Linked DNA regions of Sus scrofa: region 1 is linked to region 2. A link is a contact called in public HiChIP or PLAC-seq data. All regions are on one chromosome and are shown on one strand. The core of a region is the stretch at or near the end of the contact, and the rest is flanking DNA. Distances in the headings are between cores, read along the strand shown. Region 1 holds the start of CD79A (CD79a molecule). Region 2 holds the start of GSK3A (glycogen synthase kinase 3 alpha).

Evidence for each region. HiChIP or PLAC-seq counts read pairs in DNA pulled down with a chosen protein or histone mark.
Region 1: a contact with region 2 is called in an H3K27ac HiChIP or PLAC-seq map of alveolar macrophages. The contact joins the promoter of CD79A here to the promoter of GSK3A in region 2. A contact is called at or near these places in 1 of 47 Hi-C or Micro-C datasets (embryonic fibroblasts) and 1 of 2 datasets of contacts at active chromatin or transcription factors (alveolar macrophages).

The regions. Positions count from the first base shown.
Region 1 is chr6:49,995,943-50,001,079 of Sscrofa11.1, reverse strand. CD79A (CD79a molecule) reads left to right here and starts at 1,786. Exons shown (of 5, transcript NM_001135962.1): 1 at 1,786-1,861; 2 at 3,184-3,477; 3 at 3,735-3,853; 4 at 4,642-4,710; 5 at 4,851-4,964. The coding sequence starts at 1,786. The coding sequence ends at 4,964.
Region 2 is chr6:49,687,554-49,692,749 of Sscrofa11.1, reverse strand. It overlaps GSK3A (glycogen synthase kinase 3 alpha), which reads right to left and starts at 2,380. Exons shown (of 12, transcript NM_001315708.1): 1 at 2,075-2,380; 2 at 110-297. The coding sequence starts at 2,357.

The DNA.
Region 1 (5,137 bases), core at 537-3,036, 310 kb before region 2:
TGTGAGTTGTGGTGTAGGTTAAAAATGGGGCTCAGATCCAGCATTGCAGTGGCTGTGGCATAAGCTGGCAGCTATAGCTCTGATTTGACCTGTACCCTGGGAACCTCCATATGCCATGGGTGTGGCCCTAAGAAGCAAAAAATAAAAAAGAAGAAGAAGTAAAACAGGACAAACAAAGGCGGACAAGCCCTCTGTGTGACCTTCCCAGTCAAGACCTCCTCGCTTCCCCCAGAGTCAACCCCTCTCAGGAATGAGGTGTCGCTCCCCCGCATGGATTGTTTTGCCTTTTGAAAACAAGCCTGCCAGAATACGTTTCTTCTCATTTTGTTATTTCTGAGAGGCAACCCTGTTTTGTTTTGTGCTTTAGGGGGTTTGCAAAGCTACCGGGCCAGGGATTGAACCCATACTTCAGCAGTGACCTAGGCTGCTGCCGCAGTGACAACCCCAGATCCTTAACCTCTTGTGGCTCAGAGATGCAGCCCTACAGACAAGCAAAGCTCAGCCTCTTCTGCTGTGTACTACTCCACTGGTTGACCGTACCTCAAGGTATCATCCATTCTCCTGTAAATGGGCTTTTCATCTGTTTCCCAGTTTTTGTGACCAGAAATCTTCCTGCCATGAGTTTTTTCCTAGCTGTCTCCTTATGTGTCAGTGTGTACATGTGTGAGACGGTCCCCTGAACACTCACAAACATCTCAACAACTTTTTATCATTCACCTCCCCCTCACCTTTAGGCCTCATTTCTCTCCCTCTTGACCTAAACTGATGCTCAAAGGAACCTGGGCACACATAAGTGACTAGGAATCCCTGCCCCACCACCAAACTACATAACACTGGGCAAGTGACAGTGATGGTGTCCCCTCCCTGTGATGGCCTCAGTTTCCTCCTCTATAAAAGGGGGATGACCTGCCTTGCCCACCTGTGTAGAGGCTAAAATGAAAGAACACCACACAAGAGCCCACTGGGGTGCATGGGCGTTGGGACCCTCATCTCATGTCACAATACCAGGGAGATTTGTTTTGGCCATGCCCACAAGGCCAGGGCTCAAACCCACACCACAGCAGTGACAGCACTGGATCCTAAACTCACTGCATCACCTCGGAGCGCCACCAAGGAGACATTTTATCCTTATCGCTCAGGTTAAAAATGCCAAGGCAAAAAAAGAAAAAAAAAAAAAAAAAAAAAGCCAAGGCTCTGAAAAGGAAGCTACCACCTAGTCACTGAGCTGGTGGACCTGATGCTTTATTCCTTGGGAGTGTTCAAGGTCACCAACATTTACTGAGCCCCTGCTCCCTGCCAGGCCCTGTGTTCCGTGCTCAGCATGTACAGTCTCTTTAATTAACTCCTCTTTTCCAACCCCAAGAAAACACAGAGGCTCAGAGAGGGGACCAGTTTTGCCCAAGGCCACTGAGGAGCAGAGGCTAAGTTTGGAACCACCCCCTCACCTGAACACAGCAGGCACCCCAAACCCCAGCTGCCTCAGTCTTCCTTTCCAGTGACGAGGTGAAGGGCCTTGAACCAGCCTCTTCCCCCCACCCGAGCAGTCTCCTCTCGGGGGAATTGTGGTGGCCACAGGTGCAGGGAGCGGTTCCTCTCCACTTGTAGCCTGAAGCCTCCTGGCAGGGGCTCCCCGCAGCCTGACAGCCAGCGGCCCAGCAGTGGGGCCAGTGGAGCCCATCTCCGCAGGGCTGGGCAGGAAGTGGGGCGGGGTTTTGAGCTTGACCGAGGTGGGATCTGGTACCCCCGGACTGCTGCAACCCAGACAAACCAACTCACTGGGAGAAGATGCCTGGGGGTCGCCGAGCCCTCCAAACCCCACCTGCCACCATCTTTCTCCTCTTGATCTCCGCAGCTGCCCTGGGTACGTGGTTAAGAGCAGGTGCGGGGGTGGGAGTGGGGGAACTGGGAGGCAGCTGAGAGGGCACAGGCAGAGGGGGTGGGAGAGGAGCTGACAAGAGGAGGGCTGGAAAAGACCCCACAGAAACTGCATCTATCAGCTTAACTGTCCCCAGCAGGCCGACGGGAGGCTGAAGGGAGCTCAGTGAAGTTGAAGGGCATATTTCATGGAGGGAGGCGGGGGCCTGAGATACCTTTGCCACCCTTCATCCCCACAGATCAAAATAAGGAACTAAGGTTGCCTTTGACCCACTGAGCTCCAGAGCTGGGGGCAGGGAGGGACCGTGGGTAGTGCTCAGCTTCAGGAGGAAGAAAAAGCTTTCTCCTTCTCTGCCTTGAATCTCATCCCTTGTCTATGGAGCTGGGTGACCTTCCCCCTTCCCTTCCTGCGCAACGCCGCCAGCTGGGCAGGGCTGTGACCACCCTGTCACACCAAGAGAGGTGGCCAATCACCCCAAGTGACACTGGGACCTAGGACTGGAGTCCATGACCGTGACCCTGAGGTTGCTACCTCTGTCCCCACCTCTTCCTCCTTTCTGTCCTCCTCACCTCTCTCTTTCTCCCGATGAAGGAGGCAGAGCCAGCCATGTGGACTGGCCTGTGGGGGGAGGCTGAAAACTGGGGCTTCCCCAGCAGCCAGCCTGCGCCACCCCAGCTCCCTCCCACCAACCACCTAGCTGAGGCCCTCCCTAACCCCAGCTCAGCCCACCCACTGAACCACCCCTGGCCCCCAGCTTGACATGCGGGGGTGGGCCCAGGGTCACAGGGCAAGGCGGGCCGGCAAACAGGCAGGAAGAAACCCTTTTCCCGGGGTCAGGATTCACCCCCCTGAGCCACTCCTGCCACCCTCGGTCTCCACTGTCCCACTTGCAACATGGGACAATGAGAGAACCGACTTCTCAGGGTTCTGTGACAATTATATGAAATAAATAAATTGCCAAGTGTGGGCCCGAGCTGGGGCTGGGGCTGGGGTGAGAGAGGGAACCAGGAGGGCCCTCAGGAAGAGGCGATGGCCAAACCGATTCTGGAAGGAGCTGCCAGGCCAAGCGCACTTCTAGCACCAAGGCGACCAACTATCCAAGTGCCAGGGAGGGCAGTGGAGCTGAAGCAGAGAGCGGGTATGGAAAGGGCCGAAGGAGATGGCTCTGGAGTGATGAGCGGGGACGGGCCCCGGGGTCCGTCATGCACACAGTCCACACACACATACACAGCCGGGAGCACTACAGCTGCAGGGGCCAGGCTGGGCCTGTGTCAAGGTCCCTGACCATCTGCCTCTCCTCTCCGCAGGCCCTTGTTGCCAGGCCCTGTGGGTGGACTGGGGCCCGCCATCGGTGACGGTGAGTGTGGGGGACAAGGTCAGCCTCCCATGCAGACACAACAGCAACAGCACTAACATCACCTGGTGGCGCGTCCCTCAAGGCAACTCCACGTGGCCCCCGGTCATGGATCTCTCAGAACTGGGCCCCAAGGGCGAGCTGATCATCCAGCAAGTGAACAAGAGCCACAGGGGCATGTACAGGTGCGAAGTCAACGAGGGCCAGAGGATTCAGCGCTCCTGTGGGACCTACCTCCGCGTGCGAGGTGAGTGCCTGGGGGCTGGTTCCAAGGTCCCATCCCTCCACAGCTGGGGACACTGGCTTCCTCACCTGGGAAGGGGGATGGAGCCAGTGCCTGCATCAATCCTTACTGTCAGCATACATAGTGGCCAATTTTCTCACCTGCCAAGTGGGGGCGTCAGTGGTCTTGGCCTTTGAGGGGGGGCTGTGGCTGCTGGGCTGGGAGGCGCGTGGGGGTGGGCGGGAGGTGCCAGGGCTCTAAGCCGCACTCTGTCCTCACAGACCCCCTCCCCAGGCCCTTCCTGGACATGGGGGAGGGGACCAAGAACAACATCATCACAGCTGAGGGGATCATCCTGCTGATCTGTGCCGTGGTGCCTGGGACGCTGCTGCTGTTCAGGGTGAGCCACCTGGGGACCAGCTCCCCCCTGAGCCTCAGGCTCCCCACCAAAACTTGGCAGAATGAAAGCACCCACCTCACAAGGCCTGTGAGGGCTCAAGAATTTAATATAATGAGGGAGTTCCCATTGTGGCTCGGCAGGTTAAGAACCTGACTAGTATCCATGAGGATGCAGGTTTGATCCCTGGCCTCACTCAGTGTGTTAAAGGATCCAGCATTGCTGCAAGCTGTGGCATAGGTTGCAGATGTAGCTCAGATCTGGTGTTGCTGTGGCTGTGGCATCGGCCAGCAGCTGCAGCTCCAATTCAACCCCTAGCTCCAGGAACTTCCATGTGCCACCGGTGCTGCTCAAAAAAATGAAAAAAAAAAAAAAAAAGAATTTAATATAATGAAAGCATTTTCAATGGTGCTGGGCCTGGATGGGCATCCTTGTTCTGTCTTCCCTCAGGGTTGTCCCATGTCCACTCTCCCTTCCACCCAGCAGGGCTGTAGCCTCTAAGTGTAGCCAAGGCTGGGTGATGGGGGCTGGCGTCCTCCCGGAGTCTCTGACCTGCATCAGCCTCTCTTTAGGCCACAGGGCCTCTAGACCTATTTACTAACACTGCCGCTGTTATCCGTGAAGCATGGGCCAAAAGGACACTGGCTTGAACCTAGAGAGACCTGCTACCAATAGGATATGTGGCCCTGGGCATCTCCCTGACCCTCTCTGGTAAAGCACCTCCCCACCCTCATGAGGGTCTGAAAACATTCCCCTTCCCCGACTCACGGAGGCTCCCAATCCCCCCACAGAAACGATGGCAGAATGTGAAATTCGGGGCGGATGTCCAGGATGATTATGATGATGAAAATCTTTACGAGGTGAGTGGAAGGTGGGGGCAGGTGCAGGGCAGGTGCAGGTCTGTGGGGTGGGGGGTTTCATGGGGTTCCTCCCTGAGCCTGGCTGGGGGCAGGGACCTGCACATCAGGGCACTGAGCCCCGCCCTGCATTTCTCCCCCAGGGCCTGAACCTTGATGACTGCTCCATGTATGAGGATATCTCCCGGGGCCTCCAGGGCACCTACCAGGACGTGGGCAGCCTCCACATCGGAGACGTCCAGCTAGAGAAGCCGTGACCCCGCCTGACCCAGCCCGGCTGCCCTGCCAACTGGGCACCCAACCCACGTCTCACTCGCATCTTCCCTGGAACCAGCTCTTTTTTCACAGTCTTTTCTGGGTGTGTCCTGACAACTTCCCTCTTGGGAGTGTCCACTATTCTTCCCTCTGGACTGTCCTCATCCCCTCCGTC
Region 2 (5,196 bases), core at 1,131-3,630:
CTGGCCCTTGCTCAGATCCCCTGTGGAAGCCCAGGTCCAGCACTCTTGCTGGGGTTCTCTCACCAATCATATGAAGTCAAACCTCCTTGTCCCCATTCCCCCAAGCTACCTTGAACCTCTTGTCCTGGAGAACTTTCTTGATGGCCACCAGTTCCCTGGTGTCTGCCAACCGTGCCTGGTACACGACCCCAAATGAGCCATTGCCAATCACTTTGATGTCTGTGTAAGCCACCTCTTGGGAGCGCTCTGGGCCTTGGCCTAGAGTGGCTACCACTGTGGTCACCTTCCCGCTGTCACCTGGGGGAACAAAGGGAACACAGTTCTGCTGACCTTCCTCCTCTGGCCACTACCCTATCCTGGGGCTGTGGGAGGGAGGGGAATCTCTACAGAAAGCTCACTGGGGGTTCTTTGTCCCTTCCCCATCTTCAAAGATGGCTATTGGTTGCCTCCCAGGGCCCTTTCCCCTGTTCCCTTCATGGAACCCTAAATCCTGACTCTTCCCATTTGGGAAGATACACACATAAAACCTCTTGCTTTTCAAGAGTTGATAACCCTTAATTTCCACTTCTAGTGAGCAGCCTATCACTGGTCCCTCTTGATGTGAGGAGGCACCGACACTCCCAGATGTTGAATCCTTCCACTGTGAGCTAACTGCCCTGGTCCCTTCTCACTGCGGAAAGCCTTGACCTGACTTCTGTTTGAGAGCAGTAACTCCGAGGTACTTCAACTTGAGAAAAGCACTAAGCTTTCTCACAACTCGGGGGAACAGTGACCTTCAAGTCCTCTCTGAGTGGAGCTCTTAACTTCACCACTGGTTTCTGGTGACAGAAATGAATGAGTCCTCCCATAAGGAGTGCTAGTGTCTTGACTCTCACTTTTTGGGGATAATTCGCTCTTACCAAGATACTCTGGGGCTAGAAAAAGGCACTGGCCTGAACTCATTGGTGACCTGTGGTCCAGAGCCCCAGACCCCATTCTGTATGTGAATGATCCCTAATGGATAAGTACTAAATAGGGAGAATGGTAAACCTGATTTCTTAACAGGGGTTATCCCAGCCTCAGTCCATTGAAAGAAAGCTGTAATTTCCAATTCCATTCTCTGAATGGCAGCAAAATTTGGTGGCAATCTTGGGGGAGAGTGACCCTTTTTCTTTGAGAAATTGAAAGGTTCTCCAAAGAAAAGAGATAAATGATGAATCAAATCCATTTTGAGGGGCCAGTGACACCATCTTTTGGAGGGAGATGATCCTACATAACTATTTTTCCAGTGGCAATGACACCGTATCTCAGAATAATGAAATGGGTATAAGCTCACATCCCTATTCTATGGGAACTGCGACCCTCCCCTGCCCCATTTCTCTGTGTGTGTGTGTGAAAGAAGATCCACTAAGCCATCTTTTTTGAATATTAGTGACTATGGACTTAGTCTGAAGGGTATGCTGACTTCCAGTCTGTCCTAAAGAAGCAGCAATCATTAATTTCCACCATTGGGGATACAGTTCTACATGTTATGGACAGGTAATGATTCTAGGCCTAGTGTTTTAAAACAGAAGGTAAATGGGTACCAGGTTTGGAAAGCCCTGGCCCTGTTCTCTGGGGACACAGCAAACCGAAATCCCTGCTTCTGAGTGATACTCACTCCAAATCCCCACATTCTAAAGGAGAGCAAATTCATATTTCCCCCGTCCAGGTAGTGGTAATCTTATTCTTGTTCTCTTGGGGAACAATAACCCTTGAGCCCCATTTGCAAGAGACAGTGACCCCTGATCTTGTTCTCTGATAGATGGCAACATCAGAGCCCTGTTTTTAAGGCTCAAGGACCCAAGACTTCGGTACTAGAAGAACAGGAGTCTGTGAGCCCTGTCTCTTAGAAGATTACTAATTCTAATTCTAAACTCTTAAGTGATGGTAACCCCCCAAATCCCTTTTTCTGGGAGGGGGAGAGCTCAGATCCCAGTTTGGGGAGGGAGAGTGACCTCGAGCTCCTCTTTCAGCCTAGAGAAGAACCTGATCGACGTCTGAGTGGCTTCGGGGACCCCAACCTCCACCCGCTACGGGCGTCGCTAGTACTCACGGCCCAGCTTCACTCCGGGCGGCGGGAAGCTGGTGCCGGCGCCCGGGCCGCCGCTGCCTCCTCCGCCGCTGCCGCTGGGGCCACCCCCGGAGCTCGAGGCCCCCACGCCCCCGCCCATGGCTCCGACAGACGGCTTCCCGCCGCCGCTGCCGCCTGGGCCGGAGGCCGAGCCCCCGGGGCCGCCGCCGCCGCCACCGCCTCCGCCGCCTGGCTCCGCGAACGAGCTGGTCCGCGCCCGGCCCGAGCCCCCAGGGCCGCCTCCTGAAGGCGCGCCACCGCTCATGGCGCCGAGCGCAGGCCCAGGCTGCGGGGCTCGGGCTGCCCGGGCTGCCCCCGCCGCTGCCGCTGCCGCCGCCTCCCCCGGGCTCCGGCCTCTTCCAGGCCGCGCCGCTCGGGCTCCGGCTCCGGCCCAGCGCCCGCCGCGGGGCACGCCGGGAGATGCAGTCCGCCTACCCTGCGCGCCGCCGTCGCCTCTCTCGGCCCTCACAGAGTGCCGCGTGGCACGCCGGGAAATGGAGTCTGCAAAGACCTCAGAGTAGACCGCGGGGATGATGAGCTGCACGTCGGGAATTGGAGTTCTGGGCAGTAAGTTGGCCGACTGTGCTGACAGCTGACTCTGAAGCACTTTCGGAAGCTGGGTCAGAGTCTCACACTCACTCCACCGCAACAACCTGTGTGTGCCTTAGGAACATAGTCGCAGTGCCTCCATCAGTGAGCCGTATAGGCCTGATGCACTCCGGGAAACGGAGTTCAGTCGCTGCCTTAGTCTATTGGCTGTATGCCCACAGGCGCCAGGTGCACTCTGGGAAACTGAGTCGGAGACCAGGGACCCGAAACTATCCAGCGTCAAGGCCAGCTGGGAAATGGAGTTGTCGCCACGCCCTCACCGCATTGCAGGTGTAAAGCTACTTCCAAAGAACGCCGGGAAATGGAGTCCTCTGTGATTTCCCCTAAGCCTCAAGCGAATACTGCAGTTCCGGAGATAGGATAGGAAATGGAGTAAGTACAGCATTCCTCCTCCCTCATACGCTAGGCCGCAGCCCCTGCTGGGAAATGTAGTCAACACCAACGCTTCAGCGTAGTTGCCACAGCGAGCCTTTGTGGCTTCTGGGAAATGTAGTTCAAGGCAGCCTTCCCATTGACTGAGGGGAAGGGATCTATCATGATCCAGAAGCGGGCTGAGGGAAAGGCCAGACCGCATCCTGACCCTTTATGAGGCGAAAGTGCAGAGGCTTGCCGGGAGGTGTAGTCTAATTGGTAACTTTGAGAGAGCGCGAGCGAAAGGTGAAAGAACGGCAGTCGACTGGGTGTAACTGAAGAAAGTTTCAGCGCATCCTGCCCCGCCCCCAGGTCCCTCAAAAAAGCCGTAGGTGACCAGGCGGTGGTGGAAAATGGAGTCCTAACACTCCAAAATCCAAGTTTCCACAAATCCAGAAGGAAACCCTCTCCGCAAACGATTTAGGAAACAAAGTTTCTGCCGGCGTCTCAGGACAATACAGTCTTCGGATATTGTCTAGCTTTTTCTAGCAATGTGACTTACACCAGGAGACTGAGCGGAATGTTGAAAGAGGTGAAAATATAATTTGTTTGGAACCTCCCCCGCCCCATTCAGGTTTTTGCATCCTCACGCTTCCTAAATTACAGGATCCCGGAAGCCTCAAAAGAAGCCGGCTGCTAGGAGTAGCCTCGGGTTTTGGGCACTCATTATGTCGCCCCACTTATCAGTTTATACCCGGAAGGGCAGTAGTCCCAAACCGCGCTGGGAAACAGTTCATATGATGTGTGTGTGTGTGTGTGTGTGTGTGTGTGTGTGTGTGTGTGTGTGTCCCGGAAATACCTGGAACTGGAATGAAACTACCCTCAGCCCTCCTGCCTCGTGGAGTGATGGGAAATGGAGCCTATAGACCTCACTTTGATAGTGATCACACTAACTGGCCTGCCTTTCTGAAGATTGGCCCCTAGGTCTGTAGCCGACCGCAATTCCCAGCGGACAAAGACTCCCTTGAGGCAGAAGAGAAGGTAACACCAAAGCCTTTTTGAACTACATTAACCAGAAGGCAAAGCGAAGTCTCACTTCCGCTCCCTTCTCAATGAATGTGGCTGCGTCTTCCACAGCCCGGAGCGAGTACTTCTGGGAATTGCAGTAATTTTTCAGGCAAACAGGGCCTGCTGCCCTCTGACGTCGGCTGGGAGTCCAAAAGCAAAAATCTGAGTCAAGCCCAAAGCCTGGAGAGTCCTAAACTGAACCAAGAAGGCGGGCAAGGGCCGGAAAGCCGGGCGGGATAGCGGCGGTTACTTAACTGCCAGAACCAGTGGGACATGCGCAGTGGGCTGCGCGCGTGGGCAACCGCCAGAGGGAATTGCGGGGTCTGTGGGAATCAGGTGTCAGTCATTACCTGGATGTCTGCACGGGCTGAGAATGCTCGTTGAGGTTCCAGAGCGGACTGTGACTGGCTAAGAGGGGCCTATTGGTGTCTGGAGGCGCTAAGGGCATACGTGAAGAGGTGAAGTGGTTTCACTAGAGACAAGTGAAGTCTGAGAGGACTTGGGGTGTCTAAAAGGTCTGTGCGAGACTGTGAGAAGCTACTAGTGACAGAGGAGATCTGAGGGTGAAGAGGTGAAGGGTGATTGAGAAGCATCAAAAAAGAGCTTTGGGGGACTGTGACAGTGCTAGGTATTACAGACACGAAGAGGTTCTCTGATGGGGTGAATTAATTGATGCAGTGTCATTAGATCTATAAATGGCTTTATACTAGGTATCGGAGATCCCAGGGGATGTGGAAGGCAATAGGGTGTGGTCTTGCAGAAGTTGATTTGGGTGGGTTATTAGAGGAGCCACTGGAGTTTTGAAGACCAGATGCCACCTGTGACATCCTCCTCAGCCAGAATTTGGGGCAACAAGTCTGCCTGGGCTGTGGTCTGACCTGGAGAGCAGTTCTGGAGCTGACCACTTTTGAATCCATGTTAGACCCAGTTTTGAGGTGCTTTGAAGACACTGGAATCAGGGAATGAGACTACTAGTCAGGGTCCTCCCTCCTCCTTCAGTGATGACATCCCCTTTCTCCATCACACCACCACCACCAACTCAGCTGCATCTTCGTTGCCAGGAAACATGGCTCATC